Regions from separate parts of the Mus musculus genome. Here all the other regions are linked to region 1. The links are chromatin contacts, called in public ChIA-PET, HiCAR-type, HiChIP or PLAC-seq, Micro-C and promoter capture Hi-C maps. All regions are on one chromosome and are shown on one strand. The core of a region is the stretch at or near the end of the contact, and the rest is flanking DNA. Distances in the headings are between cores, read along the strand shown.

What was found. Promoter capture Hi-C pulls out the DNA fragments that hold promoters and counts their contacts. Hi-C and Micro-C count contacts between places; a contact is called where the count stands out from the background. ChIA-PET counts read pairs in DNA pulled down with a chosen protein or histone mark. HiCAR-type assays count read pairs that join an accessible place to other places. HiChIP or PLAC-seq counts read pairs in DNA pulled down with a chosen protein or histone mark.
Region 2: an RNA polymerase II ChIA-PET map of effector CD8 T cells shows a contact between it and region 1, with 6 read pairs. The contact joins the promoter of Psmd2 here to the promoter of Yeats2 in region 1. A contact is called at or near these places in 2 of 39 promoter capture datasets (cranial neural crest and frontonasal cranial neural crest), 1 of 115 datasets of contacts at active chromatin or transcription factors (effector CD8 T cells) and 1 of 9 other capture datasets (adipose tissue).
Region 3: a FOXA1 HiChIP or PLAC-seq map of pancreatic cancer cells shows a contact between it and region 1. The contact joins the promoter of Camk2n2 here to the promoter of Yeats2 in region 1. A contact is called at or near these places in 1 of 484 Hi-C or Micro-C datasets (embryonic stem cells) and 2 of 115 datasets of contacts at active chromatin or transcription factors (microglia and pancreatic cancer cells).
Region 4: a promoter capture Hi-C map of the SN4741 cell line shows a contact between it and region 1, with 2.6 times the contacts expected there. The contact joins the promoter of Lamp3 here to the promoter of Yeats2 in region 1. A contact is called at or near these places in 8 of 39 promoter capture datasets (the C10 cell line, the HPC-7 cell line, the SN4741 cell line and 5 more) and 1 of 9 other capture datasets (adipose tissue).
Region 5: a contact with region 1 is called in a HiCAR-type map of astrocytes, with 2.7 times the contacts expected there. The contact joins the enhancer-like site here to the promoter of Yeats2 in region 1. A contact is called at or near these places in 9 of 39 promoter capture datasets (the 3T3-L1 cell line, the C10 cell line, the HPC-7 cell line and 4 more), 2 of 15 datasets of contacts at CTCF or cohesin (large pre-B cells and pro-B cells), 1 of 484 Hi-C or Micro-C datasets (bone marrow-derived macrophages), 3 of 115 datasets of contacts at active chromatin or transcription factors (astrocytes, fibro-adipogenic progenitors and large pre-B cells) and 2 of 9 other capture datasets (adipose tissue and macrophages).
Region 6: a contact with region 1 is called in a Micro-C map of embryonic stem cells, with 8 times the contacts expected there. The contact joins the promoter of B3gnt5 here to the promoter of Yeats2 in region 1. A contact is called at or near these places in 15 of 39 promoter capture datasets (the 3T3-L1 cell line, the C10 cell line, HPC-7-derived erythroid cells and 10 more), 3 of 484 Hi-C or Micro-C datasets (all in embryonic stem cells), 9 of 115 datasets of contacts at active chromatin or transcription factors (the 230-238 cell line, astrocytes, cardiomyocytes and 5 more) and 4 of 9 other capture datasets (adipose tissue, liver, macrophages and 1 more).
Region 7: a promoter capture Hi-C map of neural stem cells shows a contact between it and region 1. The contact joins the promoter of A930003A15Rik here to the promoter of Yeats2 in region 1. A contact is called at or near these places in 6 of 39 promoter capture datasets (the C10 cell line, embryonic stem cells, epiblast stem cells and 3 more), 1 of 484 Hi-C or Micro-C datasets (rod photoreceptor) and 3 of 9 other capture datasets (adipose tissue, liver and macrophages).

What each region holds. Positions count from the first base shown.
Region 1 is chr16:20,139,392-20,143,032 of GRCm38.p6, reverse strand. Yeats2 (YEATS domain containing 2) reads right to left here and starts at 1,970. Exons shown (of 31, transcript NM_001145930.1): 1 at 1,798-1,970.
Region 2 is chr16:20,649,552-20,653,192 of GRCm38.p6, reverse strand. It overlaps Psmd2 (proteasome (prosome, macropain) 26S subunit, non-ATPase, 2), which reads right to left and starts at 1,541. Exons shown (of 21, transcript NM_134101.2): 1 at 1,342-1,541; 2 at 893-949; 3 at 436-600. The coding sequence starts at 1,476.
Region 3 is chr16:20,619,990-20,623,630 of GRCm38.p6, reverse strand. It overlaps Camk2n2 (calcium/calmodulin-dependent protein kinase II inhibitor 2), which reads left to right and starts at 2,353. Exons shown (of 2, transcript NM_028420.2): 1 at 2,353-2,605; 2 at 3,388-3,641. The coding sequence starts at 2,437. The coding sequence ends at 3,458. The region is part of intron 2 of Eef1akmt4-ece2 (Eef1akmt4-Ece2 readthrough); the gene reads right to left.
Region 4 is chr16:19,704,558-19,708,198 of GRCm38.p6, reverse strand. It overlaps Lamp3 (lysosomal-associated membrane protein 3), which reads left to right and starts at 1,834. Exons shown (of 6, transcript NM_177356.3): 1 at 1,834-1,983. The coding sequence starts at 1,935.
Region 5 is chr16:19,731,479-19,735,119 of GRCm38.p6, reverse strand. No RefSeq gene overlaps it. Among named protein-coding and RNA genes, the nearest start is that of Lamp3, 27 kb to the right of the region's middle. Within about 2 kb of position 2,024, at least 22 of the 459 cell types and tissues checked have an H3K27ac peak or open chromatin away from gene starts, as enhancers often do. A contact at or near this core is called in pro-B cells, where this site is marked.
Region 6 is chr16:19,758,427-19,762,067 of GRCm38.p6, reverse strand. B3gnt5 (UDP-GlcNAc:betaGal beta-1,3-N-acetylglucosaminyltransferase 5) reads right to left here and starts at 1,834. Exons shown (of 4, transcript NM_054052.3): 1 at 1,591-1,834; 2 at 1,241-1,427.
Region 7 is chr16:19,882,243-19,885,883 of GRCm38.p6, reverse strand. A930003A15Rik (RIKEN cDNA A930003A15 gene) reads left to right here and starts at 1,610. Exons shown (of 3, transcript NR_027896.1): 1 at 1,610-1,960; 2 at 2,067-2,191.

The sequences.
Region 1 (3,641 bases), core at 721-3,220:
CATGCAGACAGAGATCAGAGAACAACGTATGGGAATCGGTTATTTCTTTCTGCCGTGTGGATCCTGGGAATGGAACTAAGGCCATTTCACCAGTGCAAAAGGAGCAACTCCTACTCTAGTAGCTTATAAGCCGTCCTGGTTTCCAAAGAGAAAATACATATTCTGTTTCTCCTCGGTCCTTTGCTTAGTCTTTTAATCCTGACTTTTATACTGTCACATGTGCTTTCTCAACATACTGACCGTATAACAAATATGTCACTCAGATTTAACTCATGTAAAACAGATTGAGGCCGGGTGGTGGTGGTGCATGCTTGCCCCATCTCAATAAATGGTACAGTTATCTATCTATGTGGTTGCTCAAAACAAGAATTAAAAAGGGAATGCAGGGCATGTGGACAAAAATCTATATACTCTCAGCACGCCAGAGGTTGGGACAGAAGAATCCAAAGTTCAAAGCCATCTTTGGCTATATATGGAGTTTGAAGTCACTCTGAGCAACATAAAACCTTGTTTCAAACCCAAAACACACGCACATCAAAGCAACCCTCAGCATTCGGTGCCTGCAACTCCAACTCTTAAAAGTTGAGAAGGTTCAAGAGTTCAAGGCCAACCTGGGCTACAAGCTATCTCTCCCTTTCCCTTCCAAGGCTTGCTAATTCTACCTCCAAACGCTCATCTTTTCACTCTGTCTACTTCCATTTGCAAGGAGTCAATCCAGGCTACCGCAGAAGGCTGCATCCTGACTCCTCAGCACCCCCCCCACACACACACACACACACTTTTGACTTCTCCGGTGTAGTGGTGGGATTGTGCCACTACCTTCTCAAAACCTTTCTACGAGCTTCCTATAAAAAGTAAGTCTGCCAGATGTGGTGGTGGTGGAACCACACCCTTAATCCCAGCACTGGGAAAGCAGAGGCTGGTAGATCTGAGTTCGAGGCCAGCCTGGTCTACAGAGAGGACTGAGGTTCTGAGACAGGTCTATGTATGTATATGAAAGAGACCCCCGTCTAAAACGAACCACAGTTAAGGCACCAACCCCTCATCGGTTGTTTTGGTCCTACCTTTAAGGCAGACTACACAAATATACACACCCATAGTAATTACTTCTGGACACTAGAATTTCTTCTTTGTCCTTGTCTAAATTTTAAAAATATTCTCGGATGAGTACTTGCTACTTATTAATGGCAACGATACTGCTGAATAAATGTGTATTACCTTCTAGTTTATGTTATGGAATTTTAAAAGTGGGTTGTTTCTGCAATTAGGTATGTGCCTAGACAAAAATACTAGCAATATCAAAACTAGTAAGATGTTAGTGAGCTGCAGAATTATAGGACACAGTATTTTTTGTTTAACATAAATACTTGCATAATGGAGATGAGCTCTAAGCCTTATTGTCTTCTGCATAAGCACACCGAGCCGTGTTTCTGGTCAAGTCCTCACTTTCCGAAGCTTCCATAGGACACAGCACCGTCCTACGCTCTCGTGCAGACTTCTCGCAACCTTCCTAAGCCGCCGCAGATTTCTTTGGGCAAATCCAAACTTGCCGAGGCGACCTCGTCTCGGGACCACCCGCGGGTCACCGCGCAAGCTCAGCCGCCTCGGCTGCAAAGCGACCCGTCTGAGGCTGCGCGGCGAGAAGAACCCTCCCCACGCCGGACCTGGCTCTCCGCGGACCCAGGCGCCCACCCGTCCGCGCCGCTGAGCTGTCCGCGCGGCCGCGGTGGGGGAGGGGTGCACGTGCCCGCGCCAGACAATGCCCCGCACAAGACGCGCGCCCGCACCGACACTCACCCTTCCTGCGCGCCCAGCTGCAGCGCCGCCCTGCCGGGACCCGGAACCCCCACGCGGAGAGAAAGAGCGAAAGGTCTCCTCCCGTGGAACCGCCGTGCGAGGCCCGGGACGCGCCCGCGCGGAAGCTCACGACAGAGCAGCCCGCCCGCCGTCAGGCTCCGCCCCGCACGTCACCTCGAGGGCGGGGCGGCGCGGGCGCGCGCGGTGGGGGCGGGGTCGGGGCGGCGTGGCCGCGGGGGGCTAAAGCTGCTCCTGAACTCTGCGTCGCACCTTCAGGTTGACCGCTTGAGCCGGCCAACCGTTGTCTTCCTGCTGAAAGTTTGAGAGAATGCTGGTTCTCTTGTAGTCATGGCAATAGTAACTATGGTGACCGCACTGCTGAGCGTACCATCTTGCGTCACTGTGTTTAGTGATAGAGGTGTATATAGCAGCCGTAACCTAGTATCTAGTATCGCGGGGTAATACTTGTAGTCTGGAGACTGAGGCAGGAGCATCACAAGTACAAAACCTGTCTAGTTACATAGTGAATTCAAGGCCCTGTCTCAAAGTAAAAGTTATTGGTAGAGTGCTTGCTTAGAGCAATGCTGTGGGTCCAACCTCCAGCACCATAAATATATATATTAAACAAGCAAACAAAAAAAAAAAAAGAAAGAAAGAAAGAAAGAAAGAAAGGAAGGAAGAAAGAAAGACGTGGTGGCGCACGCCTTTAATCCCAGCACTTGGGAGGCAGAGGCAGGCGGATTTCTGAGTTCGAGGCCAGCCTGGTCTAAAAAGTGAGCTCCAGGACAGCCAGGGCTATACAGAGAAACCCTGTCTCGAGAAACCCTGTCTCGAAAAACCAAAAAGAGAGAGAGAGAGAGAGAGAGAGAGAGAGAGAGAGAGAGAGAGAGAGAATGAAGGAAGCAAAGACAGGAAGAAGGCATTAATCATTGTGAACCCATTTTAGTAGATGTAGCACCTGAGTGAGGTGTAGTGGTCCCCCCTCCCCCCTCTGGTCCCAGATACTTTGTAGACTGAAAGAAAGGGTGAAGGTTTGAAAACGTTGAAAACTTTTTTGTTTGTTTTGTTTTTTGAGACACTGTTTCTCTGTAGAAACATTTACTTTTGTAGATTTACTTAATGTAGATGCAGCTAATGAATGACAATCCATTAAGCCTCGGTTTTCCCTTTAAAATCGCTTGAAACCAGCTTTCTTCCATGATACTACACACCAAGACTTCCTATTACTTCTTCAGGACTACAGCATCCAGGCTGACCTTGGAGCTGCCTCAGACTTTTTCAGCTCTTGCTCATATTGTACAGCTTGTACATACTTACCACACAAGCTGAGTAGTGAGGTTTTTTTTTTTTTTTTAAGATTTATTTACTATTATACATAAGTACACTGTAGCTGACTTCAGACGCACCAGAAGAGGGCGTCAGATCTCATTACTGGTGGTTGTGAACCACCATGTGGTTGTTGGGATTTGAACTCAGGACCTTTGGAAGAGCAGTCAGTGCTCTTACCTGCTGAGCCATCTCACCAGCCCGAGTAGTGAGTTTTATTATATTTTATGTACATATTGTCAATCTTTTTATGCATTTTGTTTAATATGAAATATTTTAAAAGTTATATTCCTATATCCCCTATATCAAGGCTAGTCATGGGCCAGGAATAGTGGCCCACAACTCTGATCCCAGCATTTAGGAAGCAGAGGCAGATAGATCTCTTTGAGTTCAAGGCTAGCCTGGTTTATATAGTAAGTTCCAAGCCAACCAGAACTAAATAATGAGAACTGTCTTAAAACAAGCCCAGTCATGACACATAGTATAGATTCAAAACTGTCACATAGTTATAGACTCAA
Region 2 (3,641 bases), core at 292-2,791, 510 kb before region 1:
GAGGACTTCCTGCACGCTCATGAAGATCAGAGTTCAAATCCCAGCACCTATTAAGACATCCCAAAAACCTCCAAAAACCAAAATCAAAAAGACATCCCAAAACCAACTATAAAGACCGAGGGTCTTTAGGCATGCATAGGCGTGACACTTATGCATATGCACATGCATACAAGCACATGCATTCAGGCACACACATATATGCACACACTATAAAAATTTTAAATTAAGTCAGAAACACATCGTGCTAAGAAAATCTTAAGATATAATGAAGCAGAAACTTCTAAGGAGCTGAGAAGCATTCTCAGGCTTTCCACTGGAGAATCAGTCTCACTGTGATGAACTTTCCAGCTAGATGGGGTCCACTAGGCTTTCAGTGACTTAGCATTAAAAAAGGAATTATTCAACTGGACAGGTCCCAGCCATATTCTGAATTACCTTATTCTCCCCAGGGGCCATGTTCTCATAGATTTCCTTCAATTTGCCATAGTGTGGACGCAGAAATTTGAGAGGCTTGGGTACTGAAGTCATGGAAGTTGTAGAAGAACGAATTTGTCTTCTCAGTTCCTCCAGAGCTGGTCGATATAGAGATGTATCTTTCTCCTAATAGGGGATGTTAATGCTCAGACCAAAAGGAGTCACATTTCTCCACATCACGACCCATACATACTTAACCAATGCTTTGGTCAAAGACATAACTGGCTCCTATTTCATGATGCCTCAACCCCTGTAAATGACCTGAGACCCATGACCCCATTTAAATACCCTTTGTAACTCTTCCCTCAAATTATCGTAATATCTAATATGTGGTATCTAATTGTTGCCTCAAAATGAAATAGAGTAAACAAATGAGAAACATCAACTATACTCCCCCTGTAGTAACATCTTGACTCACCCCGAGTCGCTCCACGAGCATCTCCAGTTCATCTTGAAGCTGTTTGTCCTCCTCAGACTGGAGGGTTAGGGGAAGAAGCTCATCAAAAGTGGGGACCCGAATCACATTCTCCTCCCACTTACCCCGGGACAGGTGAAGAGTGTGAATGTCTATGGACAAGAAGAGGGCGTGGGATAGGGAAGCAGCCCTATAGGAAAGGCTGTCTACCTTAGGAACCAGGCAGACTCTGCTTGGAAGCCATTCTAGGAAATAACCAAAGAACCGCGATGTGATGGTGAGGGCCTCAGGGAGTGACAGTGCGTAATGGGGCGGGCAGGGTATAAAGAAAGGGTCGCCCCATCCTGAGTCTCCCCGGTGCGGTGGGCAGTACGGAGTCGGGCCCGAGGCCTTCGAGCCAGCAGTGACTCAGCCCAAGGCCTCCTCCTCGGGCTCCCCAGGCTGCGCCTCACCAGCTCCTGCTCTTTGTCTTTTTCCCCGGCATCCCTTCGCTCCTTGCCACTCGACTTCTCGTCCGCGCCGCTGGGGGTTGTCGCGGAGGGCTGTTGGGACTGCACGGGTGTCTTGTCTCGTCCACCCTCCTCCATCTCCGCCACTACTGCCGGCCTGCTGCGCGCGCACCTGCTCGCACCGCCCCTTTTCCCAGAAGGCCACGCGCGTTGTCCTCCAGACCGGAAGCGCCCTGCGGATCCCGAGTCCCGCCCTCTGGAGCAGGACGGGAATTACTGTTCCGGCTTCCAGCCCGAACGGCTACTGTTGAGTTAGGGTGTCTCTGTGCGTGCAAGGGTGGTCTGACTGCAGAGATGCCTAGCTCTCCGATCCTGTAGCTTCACCACAACTGGATGCATGGTACGATGAGAAGGTCATCCTGAAGACAGGACGTCCATACATGTTCATGCTTGCTTTAGTCCTCTGTAGGAGATTTCTATGAGCTCAAAACTCTTCAAGTCTTGACCGAGTCTGTGTGACTTCGGTGTAATTATGCCACTACTACTGTGGAATAGTAACCGCAAACCATTTCCCCCAAAGTGAAGATGAAATTTACTTATTTATTATCCCAGGTTAGCCTCGAACTTACTTTCTAGCAGAGAATAACTTCATTACAGACATGAGCTGCTGATGCGTGTAGATCTTGGATTCTAGGCATAACCATCCATTTCCACTGCCAATGACTTCTTCAGCCTTTGGAGAGAGATTGAACAGCCCATTGCTGCTCTGCCTGTTCTATAGCCGTATAGTCCTCTGTAGGAAATGTCTACCGGTTTCTGTTTCTATGACTTCTATCACAGATAAGAATACATACATACGTACATACATGCATACATATATCAGGCACATACCATATGTATGGTATATAAATATTTAGTATGTATATTTCATGTATACATATGTGTGTATATGTATATATGTGTGTATATGTATATATATATATATATATAATCAACAGTCACATACCAATTAGTATGTTGGAGATGAATTGGAAATTGTGCCCTAAAAGGTTTATCAAGAAGCTGATGAGTCCAGATGAAGAGGATATGAAAAGCTGTTGGGATATATTTCAAGTTATTTTGTAGGAATACATTGTTTTGAAATAAAAACTTGGAAAAATGTGGGAAACTCAAACTTTCAAAACATGATATTAGAAACAAATCCTGCCATGCACCAGCAGTGTGGTTTTGGTAAGCTACCTAAATTAAGTCTGTTTTCTGCCTATGTGAAGTACAAAAAGTTTCTCTTGTAAGAACACTTAAAGAATGAAATGAGCTGGGCAGTGGTGGCGCACACCTATAATCCCAGCACTTGGGAGGCAGAGGCAGGCAGATTTCTGAGTCCAGCCTGGTCTACAGAGTGAGTTCCAGGACACAGAAAAACCCTGTCTCAAAAAAAAACAAAAAAAAAAAAAAAAGAAAAGAAAGAAAGACAGACAGAAAGAAAGAAATGAGCCAGGCATCGTGGCCCATACTTTCAATCCCAATATTTGGGATTAAATAAGGAGGCAAAGGCAGGTGGATCTCTGTGTGTTCAAGGCTAGCCTGGTCTACAGAGTGAGTTCTAAGCAAGCCAGGAACTACACAATGAGACCCTGTTGAAAGTTTTAATAGTGTCTAACTTTTTACACCACTTGGGGTGATAATGCTCCCCTCAAGAGCCAACGACTAACACAATCTCAGGGCCAGGCATAGAAAACCTTCCTCAGAGTTGTTGGTCAGGAGGGTCCGAGAGACTCCTAAAACAATATAAGCTATTGCTGTTGTCCTTGGTTGCCTACCAGAACTTGAAGGTAAGGCTTTGTTGCTAAGGAATTGAGTGGAACTGACCTGGAGGCCTCTTCCCTGAGGTCTGGCTCTCACAATGTCTTAAGGCGCTCTGTAAGCTGCCAAAGAGAAGAGCAATCAATAGTCCTAGCCAGCTGTAAATCGTATAAATCAGAATGACCAGCTCAGTGTAACACTCCCAAAGCTGCAACAACGTCACTTTATTTTGAGGGTAACCAACAACCACCTAATTGGACTTGAGTCCTGCTCAGCAGGAGGGAATTCCTGCTAAGTACTATAAATCTAGCCAACTAAGATTGCCATTAAAGCTACATAATGATATTGGGTCAGTCGCTATTTTTTGTATGTGATATTTTCCCAAAAGACAAGTGTTTTGTGGAGATTTTTACTGTTAACTTTAGAAATGACAGCAGACAATATATTCACTGATAACCAGGTAGGGATTATATTATGACCCTACCATTTATAATTTGATC
Region 3 (3,641 bases), core at 1,104-3,603, 480 kb before region 1:
CTAAGGCAGGAAGGCTTACCTGAGCTATAGGACAAGTTTCAAGCTAGTTGGGTCTACACAGTAAGGCCCTGTCTTTAAAAAATAATAAAATAAAAATGAATTCCAGATTAAATTATTGACTTTATCTCTCTTCTCTTGCTAGAGAGAGATTTGCTTCAGTTCCCACATGCTATCATTCTTGGCAAGAATCCCAGGGTTCTTTCTTCATCGATTTAGGTGAGTGGCTGCTCAGTTCTGAAACAATGCAGCTTAGCTCAGGGCTGTTTCACCCACAAAACTGGCCTTAATGAATAGCTTCTATTTTCTCTGTTTAAACTAGAATCGCAGCTCAGAGAGATCACATGACACACTTATTGGGAAGATGAAGAGTATACTGCTAAGATTTTGGTGGCTTTATTTTTCTAAAGTTATATAAGTAGCAATGATTTTTGTTTGTTTTTGGACAAGGTCTCATTATGTAGCCCTGAACTTACTGTGTAGATGCAGCTGGCCTCAGACTCACAGAGATCAGCCTGACTGATCACAGAGATGAATGGCCAACTCCACCAGGACCAACACAAATGATTTTTAAAAACACGATTATTGGGCCTTCAATTCAAGGTCATTCAGAAAATGGCAGATTCTGGATTGAAAGTCATAGCTGTGCAACTTCCAGGGGAAGGAGGTGTTTTGGACAATCTGATCACCCAGAGTTATTCTGTCCTTCCTTTCAGATGTCAGGGTCAGTCTTTCTCACCCCAGGGCTCAGTTGGGGACCATTCCTCCCAGCCAAAAAGATGGCGTACAGGAGTGTTAGAAGGAACCCCTGTTAGGCTACACCCCAGAGGTAATCTCAATCACTCCTCTTCCCTATCCCACAGGCCCTGTTCAGAGTCCTGACAGCAGAGACCTTTGCATTAAACACCCGAAGGGAGAAAAATCAGCAACCCAGCAATCTCACTAGCGTGATTTGGCGGGACTAAAGGGAAGGTGTCTTGCTTGGAGCATGGGCAAAAGCAATAGCGTCATTATTGTCTTTACCAGCCCGTCACTGTGAGTGAATGTGAGACACACCCTCCCTCCCAAGGCCAGTGATTGCGCCAGAGCCCTCTCGCGCCAGAGAGCGGGTGACGCTGCAGCTGACTGCTAGCAGGGCAGGGGCGGGGTTTGTGGGGGGGCGGGGGGCGCAAGAGGTGAAAGGAAGTGTGCGTGTTCTTTTCAGGGGAGGGAGAGAACTCTACCCCAGGCCCCAGCAACAAGGGCGGGGGACACCCTGTCCCTGCTGATGCTTATTAGCGCGCGCCTCTTGCTCAGGCACTCCGGGCTTCCCTGCGTCATCCGCATCCAGGGCGCCCGCCGCGACGCTGCCATTCATTTCTCCCACACTGCCAGCTAGAGCAAGCCTCCCAGGCTGAGGGAACCGCGTGGAGCGACTGGCGCTTTGAGTCTGGATTTTGGCGCCAACAGCGGTCCTAGGGTTTGTGGGGAGTCTATTCTGGCGCGCGCTGCGGTTGCAGTGTTTAAGATCCTTCCCCTGAAAGGCCGCAACGCAGTCTCGGGGGACAGACCCAGTGGTACTCATACAGGGACCAGGTATGCAGACAGATACAGAAATTCAAAACTAGCACACAGAGACCAAGATCAGATACACAGAGGTAGACTGACAGATGCTCAGACAGTCGAATACAAATTGGCCAACTGATGGAGACCTACGCGCAACCAGGATACAGGAACGCGCCAAGCACGGTGGCACCACCCCCAGGCCCGAGCTCTTCCCGCGCTCCAGTCGGATGGTTCCTTCCCCTCTCTCTACGCGTAGTTGGCCCTTTCCCGGTCGCGTTTCAGAGCCCAGGGCTGTGTTCACAGCCAGCCTGGCCGTCGCCTTCTGGGGCCCCGCCGCGCCCCCAGCTTTTGGCGCTCAGTTCTCTGTTGCTCTCCCCTAACCGCGGGTGCCGTCACTCCCCTTCTCCCCTAAGCACTCGGCTAGCCGCTCCCGCCTAGCTGTCGCCTGCACCGGCCGCTGCGGTTCCCCCGGGCCCACGTGGCGGCCATTCCCGGCCACCTCGCGGGAACCTCCCACGGCCGCGCGTTCCACTCCAGGGATCACCGGACTCCCTCGAACCGCTGGGCCCCGCCTCTTTCCGCTGGCCGGTTCCCGCCCCGCCTCCACCGCGCCCCGCCCGCCGTTCTCTGCCGCAGTCGGGCGCTCATCGTCATTCCGCTCTCGCCGCCGCCGCCGCCCCCGCCCCGCCCCCGCCCGGTCCCCGCCGCTGCCGCCGCCGCCTGCCCAGCGGCCCGGGAGGCGGAGGCGCGGGGGAGGAGGCCCCGCTCGGCTCCGCAGTCCCGGATGCTGTATGACTTCATCCTTCCGCCGGCTCCCCTGCTGAGCTAGGGCCGGTCCGGCAGCTAGCCTCTGCCCGTGCCCCGCCGCAGTCCCTAGCCCGCCCGGTGCCCGCCATGTCCGAGATCCTACCCTACGGTGAGGACAAGATGGGCCGCTTCGGCGCAGACCCCGAAGGTTCCGACCTCTCTTTCAGCTGCCGCCTGCAGGACACCAACTCCTTCTTCGCTGGCAACCAGGCCAAGCGGCCCCCCAAGCTGGGCCAGATCGGCCGAGCCAAGAGAGGTACGCGGCCCGGGCCCGGAGTCGCCGCCTGACCCAGAAACCCTTCGCCTGGCGTCCCCAGGCTGCCGTTCCCCGTCAAGTGGCAGCTGCTCTTGCCGCAGACCAGCGCAGCCAGCTGCGTACCCGCCCGGGGTGGGGAGGGTCCCTGCTGTGGAGTTGTCCCATTCTTTCCCTCTCCCGGGAATACTGTGTCCCGGATTCGAAGCTCTCCACTTCTGGAAAAAGAGCCCCGGCTCCTGGTCAAGGGGGAGGGGCCGCTTAGGGTATTTGGGGCTGCTTGGCACTGGGAACACAAGGTGGTGGGCCAATTCCTTGGGCTGAGATGAGTAGGTGGATGTTACTGGAGGGCACCGAGGCCAGGGGTTCGGTCGTCTTGATTGTTTGTATTGGGAGGGGACTCAGGAAGGCACTATCAAAACAGGGATTCAGGTAGAGGAAAGGGTTACACCAGGTGACAGTTTCATCTGAGCTCAGTTCGAGGAGGGGGTTGTGTCGAAGGCAGAGGTTTCTGGTCGGCTTAGATGGAGGAAGGCTCAGGTGACGGGAGGGTTCGCATTGGGAGTCTTCGGAAGAGGGGTGTTCCCACATAGGGAGGTTTGGGTGCCAGGCTTGGTAGCAGGTAGGGTCCGCGGGAGAGTTCGGGTAGGGAGGGCATAGGGTTTTGAGCCGTGTCGCGGAAACACAGGCAGTAGAGTAGATCTGCGCGGGGCTTGAGGACACCGGCCCCACTGTCGCCGCCGCCCCCCGAGACCGCGCGGCTGATGCGCTTTCTCCCTGCGCAGTGGTGATCGAGGATGACCGGATAGACGACGTGCTGAAGGGGATGGGGGAGAAGCCTCCGTCCGGAGTGTAGACGCGCCGGCTCTGGCGGCGGGCTCCGGGCCCAGCCCCGCAGCGGCCAGGAGCACGGGCCGGCGATGCGGCTGCCGGCGCACCCCCGCCCGGGGCCGAGGTGCCTACGGGCGGGGGCTGCAGGGCCACGCCGCCACGGGGTCAGTGTTGCTACCGCCGCTGCCAGGCGCTCCGGAGCTGTCCG
Region 4 (3,641 bases), core at 585-3,084, 430 kb after region 1:
TATCATTCCTCTCCACCAACAGATTAATTGGTAAAAGACTCCTTTGTCTTGAAATGTGACTATATTTGGAGATGGAGTCTTTGAAAAGTAAAATGAGGCTGTAAGCATAGGCATAAGAATTGGAGAGCAGAACACAGGCATGCACAGTGGATGACCATAGCCTCCAGTCTACTAGACTTAGAAGAAATAAGCCTAGTGATAGACTGATCTCAGACTTTAGACTATCTGAATTTTAGGAAAGTAAATTTCTGGCATCTGAGTTGCCTCATCCATGGTACTTCATTGTAAGAATCTATAAAATGAATATAGTCACAGTCTTGGTCAGAAAAGAAGTCTCAAAAATTTGTAAGATTTAAGTTCTAGAACTGTTTTAACCATAAAGTTAAACTAGAAGTTAATATAAGATATATCAAAATGTCTGTATATTTATAAAGTAACACATATATAGAACTGATTAAAATGGAAAAATATATTTAATCCCAGAACTTCTTTAACTCTGCTGTGGCCTCTTGGCTTTTCATCATTATTCTGTAGTACACACACACACACACACACACACACACACACACACCCTCCAAAATGAGGAAACAATGAACATCACAGTGGCATGCCTTGCACACAGAAAGTACTCTAGAACTACTCCACAACTTTGTGATTGAGAAACTGGCTGGCAAAAGTTTATAGAAATGGTTTCAAGCTATTACATAAAGAGGAGACATAGCAGCTTTATTTATAATAGCCAGAAGCTGAAAAGAACCCAGATGTCCCTCAATAGAGGAATGGATACAGAAAATGTGGTACGTTTATACAATATGGTACTACTCAGCTATTAAAAACAATGAATTTATGAAATTCTTAGACAAATGGATGTATCTGGTGGATATCATCTTGAGTGAGGTAACCCAATCACAAAAGAAAACACATGATATGTACTCACTGATAAGTGGATATTAGCCCAGAAGCTCAGAATCCTTCTTAGAAGGGGGAAAAAACACCCATGGAAGGAGTTACAGAGACAAAGTTTGGAGCAGAGACTGAAGGAACGACCATCCTGAAACTGCTCCACTTGGGGATTCACCCCATAAATAACCACCAAACTCAGACACTATAGCAGATGCCAATAAGAGCCTGCTGACAGGAGCCTGATATAGCTGTCTCCTGAGGGGCTCTGCCAGTGCAGAAGTGGATGCTCACAGCCATTCATTGAACAGAGCACAGGGTCACCAATGAAGGAGCTAGAGAAAGTACCCAGGGAACTGAAGGGGTCTTGAAGCCCCATAGAAGGAACATCAATATGAACTAACCAGTACCCCCCAGAGCTCCTTGGAACTAAATCACCAATCAAAGAAAACACATAGTGAAACTTGTAGCTCTAGCTGTATATATAGCAGAGGATGGCCTAGTTGGTCATCAATGGGAGGAGAGGCCCTTGGTCCTGCGAAGGTTCTATGCCCCAGTATAGGGGAATGCCAGGACTGGGAATGGGAGTGGGTGATTTGGGGAGCAGGGAAAGGGGGGAAGGGATAGGGGATTTTCGGAGGGCAAACTAGGAAAGGGGATAACATTTGAAATGTAAATAAAGAAAACATCTAGTTAAAAAAAAAGTGGAGACCCATCTCATAAGGGAAGGAGATGCCCCAGATTTGCCACCATTCCTGGAAAAATAATTTCTGTTTCCCTTCACCCTAACTAGCCCCCACCCACACTTTCATCTCTTTCAAACACTCCAGGAAGAGGTAAGTGTTTACTTTCTCACTATGAGGTACAGAACAAAGCTTGGCTCTATTAGCTACCTCTCATGATGTGAGATCAGTTTCCCTGCCATAAGTGGATGAGCTTGGTGTTCCTTGGTGTTCTGTGGATCTGCTCTGAAACTGAGTCCATTCCTACAGAAGACTCAAGCACACAACAGTGGTAGAATAATCTTACCTGCCATGCCTGGGCAGATCTCTGCAGTAGCTGTACTCTTCCTGTCCCTGACTGGTAAGTGACACACCCCATTTGCTGTGGTGGCCATTCTTTATCCATTTCTCTTAAATCTAAATGCATGTAGGTGTCCTGGACCAAAGGTGAAGCAGGGAGGGCTATAGGGCTATAGATGCTGTTTCTGCTACTACAGGTATTTAGTGTGAGAACATTTAAAATCTGTTATCTTACATAGGTGGGGCAGACCTATTTTTTTCCATGGGCCTTTATGGTTTGAGTGGAATTTCTGTGAGTTAGAATAGGAATCGATACCAGAAGACATTGCCTATGACACCTATATTAGTACAGATACCATATCAATGTGAGTTTATAAAAATCACGTTGATTTAAGAGAACTAGGCTAGAGCTTAGGAATTGGAGCTGTAGCTGGTTTCATACTCCGTCCTCTGTTTATCTTAAATATGTTGTTTATTTATATAAATAGTGACATGTGAAGATATATCAAAAGTCATCTGATCAGTTCTACCACTTCACAAAGGTGTAAACTGAGGCATCAAAAATGTTATTAAGATAGTGCTATTGCACATCAAGTCAGAGAAGTAGCCTTGGGAGCCAAGCTTTAAATGGCTATTTAAGTACCTAATCTCACTAGAGTATTTTGTGCGAAAGATAATGAGTTCTATCAGGTTCTTGTTCTGTTCTACTAGCAAGTGTATCAAAAAATTTCCAGTTCCTCCTACAACTACTGAATTTAGCTTGTGAGATCACTGACTTAGTCTACACTCCACTGCTTACATGGAGTGGAGGACACTGTGGCCTCAGTTGTTACATGAATCTTAAGGAAGCTGTGCGGTCATGATAGCTGCCTTAATCCAAGTAGTTTTTGTTTGTGCCATGCTTTCAGAATTATAATTTCATGCTCTCCGAAGTACACACACACAAAAAAAAGACTTAATTTGGCAATGTAGTACAATGGTCGTGTTAGCTTAGCTTTGGATCCACTAACTAACACTGTGGGAATAACTTCCCACAACTTAATGTTTTAAGCTAGAAGAAAAAGTAAAAATTGCTGCCTATGCACAGACTCTCATCCCTCTAGAAGTAAAAGTAGGATTAAAGGCTCCTTACTACAAAAAACACAGGCTTAGCTTATTAAACTTTCATTGCTAAGGAAGAAGAGGCAGGACTTTGAATATTTACGTGTGTGTGTGTTTAATACATTAGTAAGCATTTTGTCTTTGTTATTATAATTTCATGTTCTTTCCTAAGTGATACACTAAACACACACAATTGTTTATTGGCTAGTACTTACATATGAGAAATGAACATTTTCTTCTTCTGAGATTAGGTGGCATCACTTTTTCTTCTTTTTTATTATATTTTCATTATTTAAAAGAAGTTTTAAACTTAAACGTATTTTAATTATATTCCTCCCACCTCTCAAGACATTCCAGATCCTTTCCCCCTCCCTACCCAAACAATTTTAAGTCCTTTCTAAAAGAAAAATCCATCAAAACCCAACACAACAACCTCCAATCAAGTAAACAAAGTAAAACCTCAGCCCTCAAGACCCCAAAACAGTGAAAAGTCAGCACCCCCACCAAACTGTAACCAAACATAAATACACTAAAAACTGTGGAATCCATATGTCGGTCAACTACGCCTGAACATGAAGCCTATCCTAAAATGGTTGAAATATTCAGTGTCACTCTATT
Region 5 (3,641 bases), core at 775-3,274, 410 kb after region 1:
CTCAAATCTATGGTTCCAGATTTCTTTCCTAGGGTTTCTATCTCCAGTGTTGCCTCACTTTGAGTTTTCTTTATTGTTTCTACTTCCCTTTTTAGGTCTAGTATGGTTTTGTTCATTTCCATCACCTGTTTGTATGTTTTTTCCTCTTTTTCTGTAAGGACTTCTACCTGTTTGATTGTGTTTTCCTGTTTTTCTTTAAGGACTTGTAACTCTTTAGCAGTGTTCTCCTGTATTTCTTTAAGTGATTTATTAAAGTCCTTCTTGATGTCCTCTACCATCATCATGAGATATGCTTTTAAATCTAGGTCTAGGTTTTCGGGTGTGTTGGGGTGCCCTGGACTGGGCGAAGTGGGAGTGCTGGGTTCTGATGATGGTGAGTGGTCTTGGTTCCTGTTAGTAGGATTCCTACGTTTACCTTTTGCCATCTGGTAATCTCTGGAGTTAGTAGTTATAGTTGACTCTGTTTAGAGATTGTTCTTCTGGTGATTCTGTTACCGTCTCTCAGCAGACCTGGGAGACAGATTTTCTCCTCTGAGTTTCAGTGCTCAGAGCACTCTCTGCTGGCAAGCTCTCTTACAGGGAAGGAGCGCAGATATCTTGTTTTTGGACCTCCTCCTGGTCGAAGAAGAAGGCCCAAAACAGGGCCTCTCTCAGAAGCTGTGTTGCTTTGGCAGTTCCCAGAAGCTGTCAGCTTCTGTGGTGCAGACTCTCACCTGTGCAGACTAAATTCCTAAGTTCCAGGGAGTCCTGGAACCAAGATGGCGACCGCTGCTCCTGAGGCTGAGGCCGCCTCCCGAGCCAGGCGGACACCTGTCCTCTGGTCCGGACGGTGGCCGGCTGTCTGCAGCCTGCAAAGGGTACTGCCTCAGCGGCTCTGTGCTTCTGCCCGTTCCAGAAGCTGTCCGGTTCTCTGGCGCACCCTCTAACCTGTTCAGACTAATTTCGTAAGTTCTGCTGAGTCCCGGAACCAAGATGGCGACCGCTGCTGCTGAGGCTGAGGCCACCTCCCAAGCCAGGCAGACACCTGTCCTCTGGTCCGGATGGTGGCCGGCTGTCTGCGGCCCGCCAAGGGTGCTGCCTCAGCGGCTCTGTGCTTCCGCCCGTCCCAGAAGCTGTCCGGTTCTCTGGCGCACCCTCTAACCTGTTCAGACTAATTTCCTAAGTTCTGCTGAGTCCCGGAACCAAGATGGCGACTCTTTCTTTCTTTCTTTCTTTCTTTCTTCCTTTCTTTCTTTCTTTCTTTCTTTCTTTCTTTCTTTCTTTCTTTCTTTCTTTCTTTTTTCTCTCTTGAATATAGGAAAGAAACACACAGGTAATGTGGGACATCTTTAATAAAAAAAAAAACTTTTGAGTTATAGGTATAGATGCAGGAGAAGAATCCCAAGTCAATGACATAGGATAAATCTTCAACAAGATCACAGAAGAAAACTGTCCCAAACTAAGGAATGATACCCATACACCAAACACACACAAAACACCAAATAGACAGAATCAGAAAAGAAAATCCTCATGGCATGTCATAGTTAAAACACCAAGCACACACAGAAAAGAAAGTGTATTGACACCTTCAATACACAATCCTGCTCGTATGAGCAGTGACATTATTGGTTATTTTATTAAACGAAATCATAACATCAGAATTAAGAAAGCTCCATCATTACAAAAAGTGATCAATAGTTTCCCTTTCTTCTTCCTACCTCCTGCTGGGTTTATCAACTCCTAACCTCATTTTTACACTACAAAGCATAGTTTTAGCAAGTCAAAAGCTAAATGTCTAGCCAGGCATATCCTGTAGACATGAGCACATACCCAGCTGGTAGCAAATGTGGTTATATAGTTATGCAAGGTGAGAGACGGAATTAAACAATACTTTTCTAATTGGTTCATTGTACCAAGCATGTACCTATTAATTACTGATATCATTTGTCTAAGAACCATTTTCAACTCTCTACTGACTACATATAACTTCCCCATTTTCTGTTTTTGTTGATCAGACATAGCTTCCTCATTTTAGCTCTCTGTGATTCAGACATACCTTTCTCAGAACAGTAAGGCAAGTCAGACCCACCACTCTCCAGAACTGCCACAGGCTTACTCAGTGTGACTGTAGTTGTTTCTTTTGGGACATAATTACATGTCCCTAAATTCCCAGGATTAATGGTCACATCTGGAGAATCTATATGGGCACATTTCTCTTATCAACTCTCAGAAGTTATTGACATATATGTTATCTAGATACAACTAGAAAATTTTTTGTTTTTCATCATATAGACTTTCAAGCTTTGGAGAATGATTAAGGGACCTTAAACCAACAGAGTTACATTGGCATAGAAGAGTGTAGATTGACTATAAATGGGAGGAGTTAACAGCAGTTCAGCACACAAGGTCCAAAAATTAAGAGAATATTATTAAGACTATGATAAACACAGTTCATTTCTACCTTAAAATTTTAAAGTTTCAATTCTAAAGCTCTTTTTCAATGAGATGGAGGGATTTGGCTTTGCCTCAGTCTGACTTTGTAGATCCAAGAAAGCAAATGATAGTGTGTTTTTGTTTTTGTTTTGTTTTTCTATTCAGAATGATTCTCAGTTTCATGAGGTCATATTTATTAATTGTTGATCTTAGTGCCTGTGCTAGCACTATTCTCTTTTGTCAGGTTCAGTGTATGTGACCTGATGCTGAAGTCTTTGATGTCTTTAGAGTTGTGCATGGTCATAACTATGGATATCATCTGCTTGCATTCTTCCACATGCAGCCATCCAGTTGAACTAGCTTCATTTACTGAAGAGGCTATATTTTCCTTTTGAGCATATGTTTTTGACACTTTAAAAATCAGATGTCCATAGATGTGTGGATTTATATCTGGGTCCTCAATTCAGTTCCATTGATCATTGTATTTGTTTTTATGCCAATACCATGTTATTATTACTATAGCTCTGTAATACAATTTTAGGTTAGAGATACCTTCAGTGATTCTTTTGTTATGAGTTTTTTTAATATTTATTTATTTTTTTCTTTTTATTTTTTTTATTTTTTTTCCATTTTTTATTAGGTATTTAGCTCATTTACATTTCCAATGCTATACCAAAAGTCCCCCATACCCACCCACCCCCAATCCCCTACCCACCCACTCCCCCTTTTTGGCCCTGGCGTTCCCCTGTACTGGGGCATGTAAAGTTTGCGTGTCCAATGGGCCTCTCTTTCCAGTGATGTCCGACTAGGCCATCTTTTGATACATATGCAGCTAGAGTCAAGAGCTCCGGGGTACTGGTTAGTTCATAATGTTGTTCCGCCTATAGGGTTGCAGATCCCTTTAGCTCCTTGGGTACTTTCTCTAGCTCCTCCATTGGGAGCCCTGTGATCCATCCATTTAATATTTATTTATTTATTTTATTATATATAGGTATACTGTAGCTGTCTTCAGACACTCCAGAAGAGGGCATCAGATTTCGTTATGGATGGTTGTGAGCCACCATGTGGTTGCTGGGATTTGAACTCAGGACCTTTGGAAGAGCAGTCGGCGCTCTTAACCACTGAGCCATCTCACCAGCCCCAGTTTTTTGTTTTTTTAAACAATTCTTGGTGCTTTGTGTTTCTGTATGAAGAGGAAGTTTATCCTATCAATTTCATGCCATCTTCAT
Region 6 (3,641 bases), core at 585-3,084, 380 kb after region 1:
TTCTTTTGACAAACTTTTCCTTCGTGCTAGAGATTGAACCCAAAGTCAGACTTGCAAGCCTGTATCCCCTGCTGCCTTTTGATGAAGTCCACACTTACCAACTGTTTACAAATCACCCTTTCAGTGTTAAGGGTGGGGTCATTTTCTGCACCACTACCTTCAATCATACTTTTCTGGGCCAGTTTCACTTTCTCATATACCACTTCCTGGCATCTCTGCCCCTGGGGACCAGACTGTTTCCCAAAATAAAGGCACAGAGGAGCAAATCTAATTTTAATGAATGTACTTTCACCAGAAAGTTAGCCTAAAAATTAGCTCTACCACCACTGACTACCTTGTGATGGCATCTGTGTCCCTGTAACATGACCCATAACCTAAGAAAACCATTACTGCTGTAAAGAATGTGAATCAAAAGCTGTTACTTTTATCTACGGGTATCTGAACAATCACTTTACTAGTATATTAAAGAAAATGGGAGTAAACAGGAGATTCTCATTAGAAAGATCTTTTCCCAATTTCTCCTACCCGCCTGCTTTCCCGTTTTCTTTTCTTTTTTCTTTTCCAGCTAGCAGCTATTCCAAAGAGCCGGTCAGCTCCCTCACGTGCAAGCTACCCTAGGCGGTCAGCCCGAATTCAATCCAGCATTGATAAATCTCAGGACCCAGACTGAAGATGCGCCAAGGCTGGACCTGGCTTCGCGACACCACAGCCACCTCTCCCCATTGGCATTCCGGGTAAATCCGGTGCTCTGGACCCCGCGGGTCGGATCGTACCTGCGGCACAAAAGCGGCAGCTAGGCCTAGGGTGGTCGCCGCCCAGCGCTCGCGCCCACCAGGCCGCAGTGAACAAAGGCGCTCGCCGAGGGAACTCTCCCTTCTTCGCTGCACCTCCGGACCGGGAAGCCCCGGCTCGCAACGAAGAGCCGTCTGTCTTCCTGACCATTCCACCCTGATGCCCCCGGGCCGCCCGTGTGGACTACCCTCTGCACCCCTTCCCGCCTCCCGGTCGGGTCCGGGCTAGAGGAGGGGAAGCTAGAGGTGGGGCGGGTCCCGGGACTCTCAGCTAGCAGCCTCGGGGAGAACCTCAGAGCCGGCACAAAGCTAGCCCAGCCAGAGACTTAGACTCTGCAGGGGCTTCGAGAGTGCCCGGTCTAAAGCAGACTGCGAAGCCACGCTCCCCGACAGAGGGACCTTGGCTCACAGTAGGATGCAGCGGGCACTTTGGGTGGGCAGTGACTGACCTTTCATCCAGGAGCGGCGTTGGTTAAGACTGGAGACCCATTCATCCAAACCACGTTTCAGTTAGTCATTTCCGAGCTGAAGGTTTTGAGTGGACAGCGGTTCTCCCATCGTCTCGTAGTTTCCTAGCAAACCCTAAGAGCCCGCCGGTCTTCTGTCAGGACACTTAGGACTTGAGCTCCTGGGAGCCTAAGTAACAAAGAAAGGAAACGCACATTTATTTGAAGCGAAGACTGCACGCCTTATGACTGCACAGCAACAGTTCGTTTTAAAAGCAGACCCTTCCCCTGTGTTCAGCCTCCCCATTGATTTACATTCCAACCCAGGGAATTTCAAGCATTGTAAAACTCACCGAGGAACCCAAGTCCTTAAATGTCCCAGAGGTCCGCTGTCCTCCTAGAAGCCCTGGGGGAAAAGTCTCAAGAACAAAAGTTGCAAACTAAATTTCGGTTGTAAGCGAGGAAGCTAGGGCAGGGCTCCAAGAGAGACCCCGCTGGAGCCGGCTAGAGCCGGCTGAGAGGGGCGGGCCTGATTAAGGGTCTTGGCTCACTCAGGCTGGGGCGCAGCCGCAGGAGCCTCCAGCTGCTTATTTGGTCACTCCACTCCAGGCTTCCTCGGGAATGCTCAGCCCCGCCCCTCCCCTACCCCGGTCTGTGAAGGTGACGTGCCCCGCCCTAAAGTGCTATCTGTGAGGACTCCAGGAAGCGATTGCCTCACTTGTTTGCTAATAACTAAACTATAGATTCAGAAGACCAAATGTGCACCTGAGCCCAAAGGAAAGTTCTTGTTCGGCCTGTAACCAGACATTATCAGGATAGTGTAGACATCAGCTGAAGGAGCAAGTAAATAAATCTTTTTTTTTTTTTTTTTTTGTAGCTAATTGCTTGCTTAAAAAAATGCTGTTCTAGACTTTTCCTTATAGAAGCATTCAATAGAGCTCCTATTTTGAGCAGTTTTGTAGTTATACATACTGAAAACAGGACAAGAAAAAAAATCCAAAAATGTCAAGTCCAAATATGGGTTTGTAATTGTAAAAGTCAGTAAGTTCAAAGTAGTTGCTGAATCAGTTTAAAACACACTTGTTATTTCAAACTCTAGTTTTAGGAGATTTTGCAACTGCATTTTAAAAGCCCTTCAGCGTATTTCCAATCCTGAAATTCTTTTCATGTGTTACTCACACAAGGCATGGTTCGCTGTTAACTCACCTGTCCAGAAGACCACAAGCAGAAATACTAATGTAATGGGACTCCTAATGGAGTCTGACAGTGATCTATAAAGAGGAGCATTCATTGTTCCTACAGGGTTAATCACCCCCCAATTATCTTCTTAAATCCTGACTAATCCTTTATATGGTCCTCCCTAAAACACATGTGTATTTTGTATTCACATACATATATTCAAGTGGGACTTTGTTCCTTTTCGGTCATTTGGAACTAGTTACATGTGTCAGTTTATATAGGTAGGCACATGGGAAATATGAACTGATGAGAAAATATACACACACACACACACACACACACACACACACCCCTTTCCAACCTCTATACAAATAGACATGTGGACTAATGATTTTAAAAGTAAACCCATATGGTATCATATGCCTGTAATCTCAGCACTCAGAATGATTTTCATGAGTTCAAAGGCAGCCTTGATCACATAGTGAGTATCAGGTTAGCCTAGGGATACATATAATACTGCTGCTGCTGCTGCTGCTGCTACTACTACTACTACTACTACTACTACTACTACTACTACTACTAAAAATCCAGAGTAGAAAAATTAGTGAGCTGTAGAGTTGGGGTGGGAGGGGTAATGGTTAAAGAACCTGAGGCTAAGAGATGAGGAAGGGCAAAGAGGCCCAGAATGACCTCTCTGGGCCCAGACAGATATATGTATGTATGACAGGCCCATGATGTATGATGTTACACACACACACACACACACACACACACACACACACACGCACACACAGACACAGACACAGACACACACACCAGGGGACAGGCAAAGGAGGTCCTCCCATTCATCTAGAAGGATTCCCTAGACCATCCAGATCCTCATCCACAGTACCATAGAGAAATGTATGATTTCATTGCCAGTGATTGCATGAAGCTTGTGAGATGGTCTGGGAGTAAAATTAGATCATAACAACAGGAGGAAAGAGGTCAGTGTATTCTATCCACAGCAGTTGCTTGTGAGCGTAGCACCCTAGAATACCATGCAAATATCTTTGAATCATACTGTTAGGAATGCGCTTTGCAGAGCACAAGAGAACTGTAGAATATATCTGAAAAATAAAAGTCACATCAACTTATTAAATTTAAAAGTAAGAGGGGCTGACATTTTCATGTTAGAAAGTACAGATAAGATGGGGGATGGGGAATGGCGCACGCAGGGGGAGGA
Region 7 (3,641 bases), core at 361-2,860, 260 kb after region 1:
CAGGAAGATCCCGCAGCTTTGAATCAGCAGGACTGTCCCTTTCCTGTGTCCCAGTTGTCCATAGATGGTGTAGAATTTGGGGTGGGCCAACTTAGAACCCTGGATCTAGTAGCTGAGCTGGTCAGCCCACCTGCTCTTCTTTATCTGCACCACCAGGGTGATATAACCACCAGGGCAAGAAAAACAAGAAGAGATAATGAAGAGGTCAACTCAGAGCCTTTGGAAAATTCCACTGGACCCCTCCCCTCCTGGAAGAGACAGGTCAGAGAGCACACAGGCCAGAAGGGAGAGGCTGAGTAAGCCCCTACTACCTCATTTCCTAAAGACCAATCAGTTTAAAGGGTGTATTGTTCTGCCAATCATATTGTGCCTAGTTGCTGATGCTCTATTCCGCCCCTGGAAACTGTATAAAAAACTTTCTGAATGGGCTGCCGGGGGTCACCACCTCTCCTTTGGATCTGGGACAAGCCCAGTGTGCTGGAACAATAAATTCCTCTTGTTTTTTTCATTGATTCCTGGCTCTGAGTGGTTCACTCAGAGGGTCCCCTGTAAGCTAAGGCTCCCCAGAGTCTTACAATAACACTCAAAAAGAATAAGCAGAAGAAAATAATCAAACTCAGGGATGAAATCAATTAATTAGAAACAACAACTAAAAAAAAATTACAAAGACTCAATGAAGTGACAAGTTAGTTCTTTGAGAAAATTAACAAACTTTTAGGCAAATTAACCTAAACCTGAATAGCAGGCAATAGGGCGAGAAGAACTCAAATACCCATCTTTGAAAGAAACACATCTCTAAAATTGCACGTGTAGATAAACAGGCCTCGCACTCATGAAGGAAAGAAAAATGTATGTTCAACAGTATTTTTTATTTTCTTATTTTATAAACATTATTATTAAAAAGCTTGTAAATAAATAAAACCACCACAAAACATTAATTATTTTAATATGAACCCAATGCAGTCTAGCTGCTTCCTTGCACTGCTATGGCTTAACAGTGTCTGTGCGAGACGGAGACAGGATAGTTTAAAGTTTTCTGAGGTTTCCCCTGCCTGTCGGAGCTGAATACTCTTCGTCTTATCTTGAAAAGGCAAACATTTACAAAGCTATCCTAGGAAACGCTTGGCAAGCTGTCCAGTTAAATTATAAAACACCATTGTTTAGTGAAGAAAAATGACTAACGGCTACACATATCTGAGTCTATAAATGTGGTTAAGCTGCAATAGAAACAATTTTTTTCAGAGATCACAGAACCTAGAGACCACCCAGAGGTGTCACATAGGCAGAGCCTTTAGACATTTATGTATGTTTCACTTAACTATTTTGTTTTCTGTTTCATGCTGTAATCTTTACGTTCTAGAACACAACATTAATCACATTAAAAACAAAATAAAATGTATCAGGAAAAGGCAGCCTATTTCCTGTGTCTTTGCCCAGGGTAGCTCTGCAACATGAAGCCATTTTTCTTGTTCTAGTGCAGCTCTTGCGTACCACAGCAAGACAGAGCATTCTTCACTAGGAAACTGATGTCATACTTGCAGCTGTTTCTCTGGAGCAGCTGGGGCTTTTGAGCCGTTTACCGTTTGCTGTGTCAGCCTGGGGCCTCCTTAGATGGTAAATTCCCTTAGCAGCAGGCAGCAGTGCTAAGTTGGCTTCTGCTTTGGCAGCCTGGAGAGCTTGGAAGAAAAGCCGAGTTAAACTGACCTGACAGAATAGTCTTCCAAAGAATATCTTTTCATAATTTTATCCATGTTTTAAAATTGAATTTAATAATTTTAATCGTTTTAATAATTTAACCGATGGCTTATCTCATAATGCGATGCTGTCTTCACCCCTCAGCACCCCTTCTGTTTCAAAATGAGTTCTGGAAGTCTGTGGAAGCCTAATCTGTCAGCACTCACTAATCCCCAGGATCAGCTCTCACAAAGAAGAAACCTTGAGTGATCTTCAGGGAGATTAGGTAGGAGGAGGTTTAACTATACCAATGCAGCCAGTACCTAGAGCAGGATGGAGGCCAGAGAAGATGGTGACCTTGCGTCCTGGAACTCCATCTCTGTTCTGTGCAGGCAATGCGAGGACCCAGACCCCAGATACTCACCATACATGGTGGTGCGGATAGCAGAGGCAGAGATGAGGGCCTATCATCGTTTCTTGGGGAGCTGCACCAGCCTGGAATACAGAGCAAATAAAGGTAATGCTGTGTTTGCATTTTTCCCCATTTATCCTCATTGCTACTACAATCATGGCTTAACTAAGAAATTTCAGAATTAAATTTAAAGATTTTTTTTTTTACAACTATGTTTTCTTGTTAAAAAGAGTTTTAAAGAAGCACCAATTAGCTATTATAATCCTGGAAGTAGTCATTTATTGAGATAGATTCACAATAAAAATAGATGATCAGCTGAAAGAACCAGGTGATGAGATAGCATGTTGCAGCCGAGAAGGCTTATTTTCAAAGCACAGATGTGTGTGTAGATCTATATGCATATTGAATATCACCGACCAATGTGATAACTAGTTCATCATGGTAAAAGGATAGCATTTTTAATTTTTTTGTTCAGGTACACTTTCTATTTAAAAAGAAATGTATTGCTCTTATATAATGAAAGTAAGAATACACATGATTAAGTTGACGGGCTGAAGGAAAGTGTTGAGTCTGGAGGATTCTTGTTAGACATGTGATCTAGTAACACATTGATGCGGTGAGTGGGAAGGGTAGCACTTCTCCTGCGTGGGCTCTGAGGAGTCCTCTCTGTCTCTCTCAAGGACTTGGAAGCTAGCAAGGCAGATGCTGTTAACTGTAGTACTTGCTTGCTTTCAGGGGTTCTGCTCTGTGGAAGGCCTGCCTGCTGCTCCTGTGGACAGGAGAGCTTTCCTGTGAGCCCCTTGGAGGGCTTCCCTGCTAGGAGGCTTTTTTTTTTTCTCTGAAAATGTTTATGTTACATTTATTCTTCTTTGGTCATGGATTAAACCCAGTGCCTCTGTTGCTCTAGTCTTCTTCTTCTTCTTCTTCTTCTTCTTCTTCTTCTTCTTCTTCTTCTTCTTCTTCTTCTTCTTCTTCTTCTTCTTCTTCTTCTTTTATTTTTGGTTTTTCGAGACAGGGTTTCTTTGTATAGCCCTGGCTGTCCTGGAACTCACTCTGTAGACCAGGCTGGCCTCGAACTCAGAAATCCGCCTGCCTCTGCCTCCCGAGTGCTGGGATTAAAGGTGTGCGCCACCATCACCCGGCTTCTAGTTTCTTCTTTAATACTTAATCTGTTTCCTTGAATCGAGTGAATTATTAAAAGAAGTGTACTTCTCTGGTAAATTCAGTATTGCTTTCTTTCTTTCTTTTTTTTTTCACAGCATGTGAGTAATATTTTTTTTTAAAATTTTTAATTGGGTATTTTCCTCATTTACATTTCCAGTGCTATCCCGAAAGTCCTCCATACTCCCCCCCCCCCCCACTCCCCTACTCACCCACTCCCACTTCTTGGCCCTGGCGTTCCCCTGTACTGAGGCATATGAAGTTTGCCCGACCAATGGGCCTCTCTTTCCACTGATGGCCGGCTGGGCCATCTTCTGATACATACGCAGCTAGAGACATGAGCTTCGGGGGTACTGGTTAGTTCATATTGTTGTTCCACCTAAAGGGTTGCAGA